Linked DNA regions of Sus scrofa: region 2 is linked to region 1. The links are chromatin contacts, called in public Hi-C maps. All regions are on one chromosome and are shown on one strand. Each heading gives the region's core, a stretch centred on a gene start, on an enhancer-like site or on the middle of the called end of the contact. The rest is flanking DNA. Distances are from core to core; before and after follow the strand shown. Region 1 holds the start of CIAO1 (probable cytosolic iron-sulfur protein assembly protein CIAO1). Region 2 overlaps TMEM127 (transmembrane protein 127).

What was found. A called contact is a pair of places that touch in the nucleus more often than the background predicts.
Region 2: a contact with region 1 is called in a Hi-C map of blood, with 2.2 times the contacts expected there. The contact joins the enhancer-like site here to the promoter of CIAO1 in region 1. A contact is called at or near these places in 2 of 5 promoter capture datasets (fetal liver and liver), 13 of 47 Hi-C or Micro-C datasets (alveolar macrophages, blood, epiblast stem cells and 7 more) and 2 of 2 datasets of contacts at active chromatin or transcription factors (alveolar macrophages and skeletal muscle).

The regions. Positions count from the first base shown.
Region 1 is chr3:46,964,578-46,968,782 of Sscrofa11.1, reverse strand. CIAO1 (probable cytosolic iron-sulfur protein assembly protein CIAO1) reads left to right here and starts at 1,780. Exons shown (of 6, transcript XM_013995867.2): 1 at 1,780-2,363; 2 at 3,155-3,303; 3 at 3,429-3,713; 4 at 3,965-4,166. The coding sequence starts at 2,225. TMEM127 (transmembrane protein 127) reads right to left here and starts at 1,925. Exons shown (of 11, transcript XM_021087100.1): 1 at 1,775-1,925; 2 at 1,034-1,351. The coding sequence starts at 1,277.
Region 2 is chr3:47,012,896-47,016,974 of Sscrofa11.1, reverse strand. It overlaps TMEM127 (transmembrane protein 127), which reads right to left. Exons shown (of 11, transcript XM_021087100.1): 10 at 1,909-1,993; 11 at 1-1,163. It overlaps STARD7 (stAR-related lipid transfer protein 7, mitochondrial), which reads right to left. Exons shown (of 8, transcript XM_003124844.6): 7 at 1,909-1,993; 8 at 1-1,163. The coding sequence ends at 979. Among named protein-coding and RNA genes, the nearest start is that of STARD7, 22 kb to the right of the region's middle. Within about 2 kb of position 2,249, at least 2 of the 83 cell types and tissues checked have an H3K27ac peak or open chromatin away from gene starts, as enhancers often do.

The DNA of each region.
Region 1 (4,205 bases), core at 531-3,030:
GGATAGGGCTTTTCAGCCACAACCTACAGAAGTGGTATATGATCCAAGGCACGAAGAAGAATTTGACCTTTTCATCAAATCTCAGTACCTGAATCCTTAAAAAGGCAATGTGAAGATATCTAACAGGAGAGGCTTCTGATAGGTAGGGCAGTAAGCATCTGGAATGAATTAGAGCCAGGGAGTGGCATAGGGAGAAAACAGAAAGACCTTCAAGAAAAGCTCAAAAAACCTCGGGAGTAATGAACTCTGCTGTTACTAGGGCTGTTTGGAATCCACTGACTGGTCTTCCCTGTAAAAGCCAGAAAAGGCCATCCAGCTCTCCCACCACACAGCAGGCTTTATGGTCATTACTGGCAACAGGGCTAGGACAGGATGAGCTCCCCGCCTCCTGTGTCCAGTAAAGACAGCGATCCTTTTCCCCTTTCCTCTGTCTTTCTGGCTGGGAAGCATGATAATGAACAAAGCAACAAACCTTACCTCATTCCAGCACACTTGCAAGGCTTCCAAGAGCCAAATTCCAACTGTTTTACTGAGGGTGGCAATGGAACTGACTTCTGCTTATTGAAAATACCATAGACTCCCTTTTTCCTCTAACAACAATTCAATTACTATAGAACTCAAAAATATTTCTAAAAATCTAGCAGTATTTAAAACTTCCTTTTTCTCCATCAATCAGTTGGCCCCAAAGAAACCTTCCTATATCCCACAGGCTCCTTAGACGGAAACAGCTAATTGTGATGCCTAGCAAGAACCCTTATCTTCTTTCCGATACACAGCGCCCTTCCTCCGGCAGAATCCTAAAATAGCAGTTCAGATTAGCATGGCGTTGAGGAGTGGGAGCCTGGCTGAATAACATCAGAATTAATGAGCGGCCGGACCCCAAACAGAGCCACCTGGTGGGCAGGAATCGGGCTGTTTCCTTCAACCAAGTGCCTGCTCCAGGCTATCTCAGCTCCAGCCCGCACCACATTCGCTCTCGGAAGAGGAGGCCCTATTGCCCAGAAAGAAGAGGGCCGGCGCGCAGCGCCCTCACCTTTCAGCAGGTCCGGGTGCACGTAGCCCAGCACGTCGGAGACCCCCAGCTCCTGGCGGGAACAGGTGCCACCGTGGATGTGCAACCAGGCAGGCTCGGCGAGGGCAGTACACAGCGCGGTGATGGACAGGGCACCCGGTAGGGCTGAGGCCAGGCTACGCTCCGGCTGCTTGGGCAAAGCGCTGCCTCCCGGGCTCCTCCGCCGGCGCCCGCCGGGCAGCCCTGCGCCTCCGGGGGCGTACATGCCCGGGGCCGCCCGCCGTAGCTCCGCGGTCGCTGCTGGTCGCCGCCGACCTCCGCGGGGCGCACAGAGCCTGCCTGTCCAGGGGAGGAGAGCAACGCACTGGGTTCGCAGCAGGTAAGGCTGGAGCAAAGCTGTCAGGGTCCATGCTGATGAGGACAGGGGTGGGACAGAGGGCCGAGCTGAGACCCGAGAGCTGCGGGGGTTAGGGAACTGGGACCGGGTCCCTGGAGTGGGACTGCGGAGGTGCGGGATGAGGACCGGGAGAGGGCTAGGGGCCCGCTGCATCTCGGCAGAGCGGAGTAGGGAGAAGGCTGGGACGAAGGTATCCGTTACTGGTGGAAGAGAGTCTTGACCAGAGGGGTCTTGGCCAGAGGGAGTCGAAGCGCGGAGAACTAGCCTGGGCCGCAGGGATCGGGGACCCAGGATCTGGGAACGGCGCTCTGGGGTGCGACCTATACCCAGAAAGGACCCGCCTCTCACTAACTCCTAATCCTTACCAGTCAGCAGGCCTTAAGTGTCTGGATGGCGTCGCTCCGTCCCGTCAAGGGCTCCTCAGCTCTGCGGGGCCGACCGTTCCCAGGCCCCAAACCCGCAACGCCCGGACAGACCCGGGCCCGATCCACTTCCGGCTTCTACACCTCTGCCCCCGCCTCCTCCGGCTCCCCGCCCCGTCCCCCGCGCCAGACACAGCCCGGGCGCGCCGCCGGTCCCCTGCGCAAGGCCTCACGGGACTGGTAGTTCTAGCCGATACCGCGATGTTTTCCGCTGTGGGGACTGGAGAGGGGTGGCTAAGGACCGACTACAACTCCCAGAGGGCAGCGCGGCCGCAGCAGCGGACCCTTTAGTTCCTAAGAGAACCCGCGGCCCTTGGGCGGAAGCAGGTTTGCGTGGTGGGAGCCGCAGTCGGCAGTGCTGTCTCTGCTCACCACTTTCTGCGCCAGGCCGCCATGAAGGACTCGCTGGTGCTGCTTGGCCGTATCCCGGCGCACCCGGACTCCCGCTGCTGGTTCCTGGCCTGGAACCCCGCGGGAACTCTGCTGGCCTCGTGCGGTGGCGATCGTAGCGTCCGCATCTGGGGCAGAGAGGGTAAGGCCGGTCCCGGCTTGCCGCCGAGGGATCTACGTGTGCTTGGTGTGGGTACCATGCTCTGGGAGTGCGCAGCCTGCGGGGCAGCAGATTCAGAAAGGCGGGGTCACTGGCCGAGGGAGAAGATGGAGGAGCCACTTTCGAGTTGGACATTAGCCACTCTCTGGTTTTTCTGGCTAGAAGCAAAGATGTCAGTAGATGGCCGAAATAGGGAATTATGACAGTTTCTGAGGCAGGAAAATGAGAGAAGGTGGTAGGAAAGTAGCCTGCAGAGTATTTTGCGACAGACGATGAAGTTTACATTTTGTCCCAACGGTATTTGAGAGCCATTGACTGTTTAGGGCCGCATCCGAGGCCTATGTAAGTTTCCAGGCTAGGGATCAAATCGGAGCTGCTGCTGCCAGCCTACGCCACAGCCACAGCAACACTGATCTGAACTGCATCTGCAGCCTACACTGCAACAGCGGATCCTTAACCCACTGAATAAGGCCAGGGATCCAACTCGCATCCTCATGGATACTAGTCGTGTTCTTAACCCTGAGCCCCAACAGGAACTCCACCACTGACAGTTTTAAATCAGGAGGGCAACTCCTCATTTGTTTTAGAAAGATGCCTCCTAAGGAAGTGGATTCAGTTACAGCTTTCTGAAAGCATGTTGTTAAATACACCCACTGAACTTTGCCCTCTCAGCTGGGCTCCAATACTGGTCCCCATTACCCAGTGGCATCGTTAGTACTTCAGTATCTTCTTGTGCACCCAGCTCCAGAGCCTGGTCTGCTCTCTGCTTTTAGGCGACAGCTGGATCTGCAAATCTGTCCTCTGTGAAGGCCACCAGCGCACCGTACGGAAGGTGGCCTGGTCTCCCTGTGGAAATTACCTGGCTTCTGCCAGCTTTGATGCCACCACTTGCATTTGGAAGAAAAACAAGGATGACTTTGAGGTAACTGGGTTGGATGGGGCCAGGATTGTTGGAACCTGAACTGACCTGAGTGGGTAAGGCTGTACCCAGGAGGACTGCAGGAGTCTTAGATGACGTTGATTCCTGTCCCTCTTCCCTTTTCACAGTGTGTAACCACTCTAGAAGGCCATGAAAATGAGGTCAAGTCAGTAGCCTGGGCCCCATCTGGCAACCTCCTTGCTACCTGCAGCCGAGATAAGAGTGTGTGGGTCTGGGAAGGTGAGTCCCTCCAGGCACAGTTGAGAACCAGCCATCAGATCCCACCCGTGTCCCTTATAAGCTCCCTTCTTTTTTCTGCCGCAGTCGATGAAGAAGATGAGTATGAATGTGTCAGTGTCCTCAACTCCCATACACAGGATGTCAAGCATGTGCTTTGGCACCCAAGCCAGGAGGTAAGAGTCAGGTACCCTGGTGGGAAGGAATTCTGATGTGGAGGGTTGTGCCCAACCTTCTTCCACTCTCCAGCCTTAGCCTGATTCTTGCAGAGATCTCTATCTGTGCCCCAAAGACGTCAATCAGTCCCTTTATAAAAGTAGATCGCTGGGAGTTCCCTGTCCTGTCCTAGGAGGGAGAAGTGCTGGAAGCACAGGTACTTCCTGGGCCCTCCAGACACGTCCTGTGTTTTCCCTGGCCTTCTCCACAGCTGTTAGCCTCTGCCAGCTATGACGACACAGTGAAGCTCTACCGGGAGGAAGAGGATGACTGGGTATGCTGTGCCACCCTTGAAGGTCATGAATCCACTGTGTGGAGCTTGGCCTTTGACCCCAGCGGCCAGCGCCTGGCATCTTGCAGCGATGACCGTACCGTGCGCATCTGGCGCCAGTATCTGCCAGGCAATGAGCAAGGTGAGGAGCCAATCTGAGGGCTAAGAAGATTTGTCTCTT
Region 2 (4,079 bases), core at 1,000-3,499, 48 kb before region 1:
CTACAGCTTTGAGGGCTCCAAGGGAGCAGTCCCCACTGTTCGGCCGTCAGCCTTCCAAGAGGGACATGTCCTCAGCACTCAGTCAGACCTGAAGTGTGAAAACTAATGCCTGAATCAAGACAGTGTTTGCTATACAGTCGGACTATGGAAAAATCCTATTCAACTCCCCAATTCCCATCTTTTAACACAAAGGTTAAAAAAACAAACAAAAGAACCCCCGAGCCAAAGTGTTATGTTTTGAGCATCTCCACTGACTCTTATCAAAAACACTGATGATACAGAGATTTCCTGTCTAAAAGGATTAATTTCCCCATGTTCTTGGTAAATGGGCTACAGAAGGAGGCATAAACCTGAATTAATAGAGCACATGAATACAGAAGAACTGGCCAATTGAAAGGAAACTGCTTTGGGTGGGTGAGTCAACGCAGTGTGAATGGGAGGCAAAGAGAGACAGTTCTTGGTACAAACTCTATGTCCCTAGAGATGGGAGCGAGGTGAGGACAAGGCACTTGCACTGCCAAGCAACAGTTCACACCCGCTCAAGATCAGGACTCCGACCAAGAGCGCTCCCATGACCCCCGCTGGGACTCGACCGTCCAGTTGGTCCTCCAGAACTGAAGGAAACCCAAAGTGCTGCAGAACTGAGGCTGAGAATGGAATGTGGGCAGAGGACACCGCTCAGGGAAGCAAAAGAGGTTGTCCCCTCTGGCCTGAGGTGAGCGGCTGGTTCCAGATTTGCTCAGTGAAACAAGCAAATCAAAATGCTTGGCCTGAGAACATGACAATGTCCCCCCAGATGCCTCCTCCTCCTCCTGCTTTGATAAAGAGCAGCAGGGCTCTGAATGAGACCGGACACAAGTACTGAATTATCTTGCACTGGTGGTTACAGCAGACACCTTCTAATACACGCCCCATTCTGCAGCGGAGTGATAAGAGCCCGGGCTGGAAGCAGCCTGTCCCTCCTTATCCCAAAGGTCTTCAAGCATACTCGATCCGGGCAGGGCCGCAGCTACCCTCACTCTTCCGCTCGGAAGATGGGGCCGTGGCCTTGGCTTCACTCCCCACTTCCATAGGCTTAGACGAGATATAGTCCTTCACTTTGATCTCCATGTTCTTGGCTTTCAGAGTGGCCATGTGCAGCTTCTCCAGGAAATCTGGCATGCCTGTCGGGAGAGAAGGTAGTCTGGGTAGGACAACACACAAACCAGCAGTGGGTGCCAAATTAGAAGGGCCTAGGTACCTTTCCTCATTGGGAGCCAGGGCCTCCTTACAGAGATCACCACCTGACTGACAGACAACCAGGGGTTCTGATCAGGCCACATGAGTCCCAAAGGCTCTCTTTTAAGTGATTAAAATATGACTGATCATCAGTGGCACAGCCTAAGTATCTGCCAATTCTGTCAGAGGATGTCAAACAGAAACAACGAAGCTCCTCTCCATTCTCCCCCAGAGGGAACCAGAGAGAAGAAAATCACGAGGCTGCTTTTAAGTCGAGAGACTAGAAGGGAGAGGGGCAGTGATGGCAGGGAGGTGCGGCCTCTGTAAGTAACAAGGGCGGGGGGGCCCTTCTCCAGGTGACTATCCTATAACCACATTTTCTGTGCTAGGTTTTGTGGCTTCCAACACATCTAATAAAAAAATTAAATGTATCAGTGCACACAGTCCATACTGATGGCATTAAGCAAATATTGTTCAACTTCCCTCTGGGCACAAGTTCTTTTTTGGGACTCCAGAAATCTCATCCGTCCAAACTGCAGCTGGAAGCTTTGATATCTTCAAAATGGCATTTAAGAATGTTCTCGAAAAGGCTCCAGAGAGACAAGTACTAATCTCTTTGATGCCACTAAAAATCTAGAGAAAAAAAATGCTCAGCCCAGGCCCTGTACTTATACGCAAGTACCCACTCACCACTGGAAACCATCCAACTAACGCAGTAGCGAGGAAACACAGTCTGGGGATTGTCACTGTACGTCAGCAGGTAGTCAAAGCCATTCTGGAAAAGAAAAACAGCAAAGATGAAAAGCACTGAATCAGCCCGCACCCTGCCTCCATATCCAGTACCACAGAATAAACACGGTCTGATTCTGGGCAGAGAATGGCATTTCTTCACCCTGAGCAGAAAAGAGTTAATAAGACCCGAGAGGTTGGCTCTGGCTGGGGGCCAAGAACTAGGCTCCGACTGTCCACGGTCAAGAGTTAAGTGCTAGGGGTGGCTCCCTGTGTCTGTGCAAACAACACGCTTCACGCCAAGCACCTGCTTTCCTCCTGATAGGGGCAGGGATCTTAGGATGTGCTAAGCAGTAGGTGCCTGTGTGACCAGCCACCAGTGCAAATCTTGGGCCCCGAATCTCCGATGGGCTTCCCCAGGCAGAAACATCACACACATGTTGCTGTGTTTTACAGCTGTGTGTGTGTGGAAGGGGCTGTGCTCTATGAGCCCTCGCGGGCAGGAGAGCAGGAGGAAGCGTCCAGATCTGCCCGTGTCTTCCTCTTTTGAACAGCTGAGCATCCTTACATCACTGCAGTAAATCTTCCCATGAGGACAACTATAAGCCGAGTCCTTGGGGTCCTTCTAGTGAATCTTTGAATGCAGGGGTGGTCCTGAGGACCCCAATGTTTAAATAGCTTAATCTTTACCAAAATGATATTAACTCTACTACTATTACTACTCACAGCAAATATTTACATGGTGCTTAACCATGTGTCAGGAACTGTGCCAGTTCCTCACAACAATCCTATGACGTAGGCACTGTTATCCCCCATCTTACAGACGGGGAGATGGAGCACGAGGAGGTTAAGAGACTACTGCCCATGAGCACCCCCATACTCAACAACAGCCAAGATGAACCCAGATTTCTGACCACCGGGCGCAAGCACCCACTCTCTCTGGCTCGGTGAAGGGCAGGAATTAAAGAGATTTACATGTGCCCTGATCCCAGGAGAAGTCTGAGCCAATTATGCTCCACTTTTCAGTCTGCACTTTTTAAAGCAGACTGGCTGTAACTGCAGGTGGCAGCACTAGGACTCTAAACTCCCATGCCTTTACACCAAAGTCCATCTTTATTCCCCGGTTGAGATGTTCAGTCTTTTATTCATTTATTCAACATACATCTCAATGTCTGCTACATGTCTGGTACAGTGCTATGCACCAGACAGGAAATAAAAACATGCTAGTCCTTGCCCTCAGGAGTTTCCAAGTAATAGGATAATAGGTGCCATAATAGAGCTATAGATTGAATACCACAGAAGCAAAGAGGAAGGAGAGGTAAAGCCTGCACGATGGGAACATAACAGCACTGACCAGAAAGGCTGGCTGTAAACCTAAATGAGCTGGTGCATGTCAAAGACTTCATTCTTCCTATAAAACATGTGGACTGGGAAGTCAAAAAGGCCTGGGTTCTCACCCACTACTGTTCATACTGAAAAAAGGAAGCCAAACCTGAAAAGAATGGTTACCTATAGGAAGGAACTATGCAGAAGGAACAGGGATATAAGCTGAATTACTCTATTTCTTATTTTACAAATTTGAGTTTGGAAACAATTTTTTTTTTTTTTTTTTTTTTTTTGCTTTTTAGGGTCACATTTGTGGCATATTGAAGTTCCTAGGCAAGGGGTTGAACTGGAGCCACAGCTGCAGGCCTACACCACAGCCACGGCCACGCCAGGTCTGTGACCTACACCATAACTCACAGCAACGTCAGATCCTTAACCCAATGAGTGAGGCCTGAGATTGAACCCGCATCCTCATGGATATCAGTCAGGCTCGTGACCGCTAAGCTACAACAGGAAATTCCCAATTTTTTTTATTACTTAATAAAACAATTATATTAAAAAGCAGTATCTAAAAGTCAAAATAAAATGGAAGGCAAGGAATCTAACTATGAACTGAGTTGGTAGGAAAAACCTCAAAGAGAGGACTCGTTTCAAGTGACTTTAAAACTCACTATTACCCCCACACTATGCACAAAAATAAACTCAAAATGCTTAAAGATTTAAACCTAAGACATGACACCATAAAACTTCTAGAAGAGAACATAGGCAAAACATTCTCTGACATCAACTGTACAAACGTTTTCTTA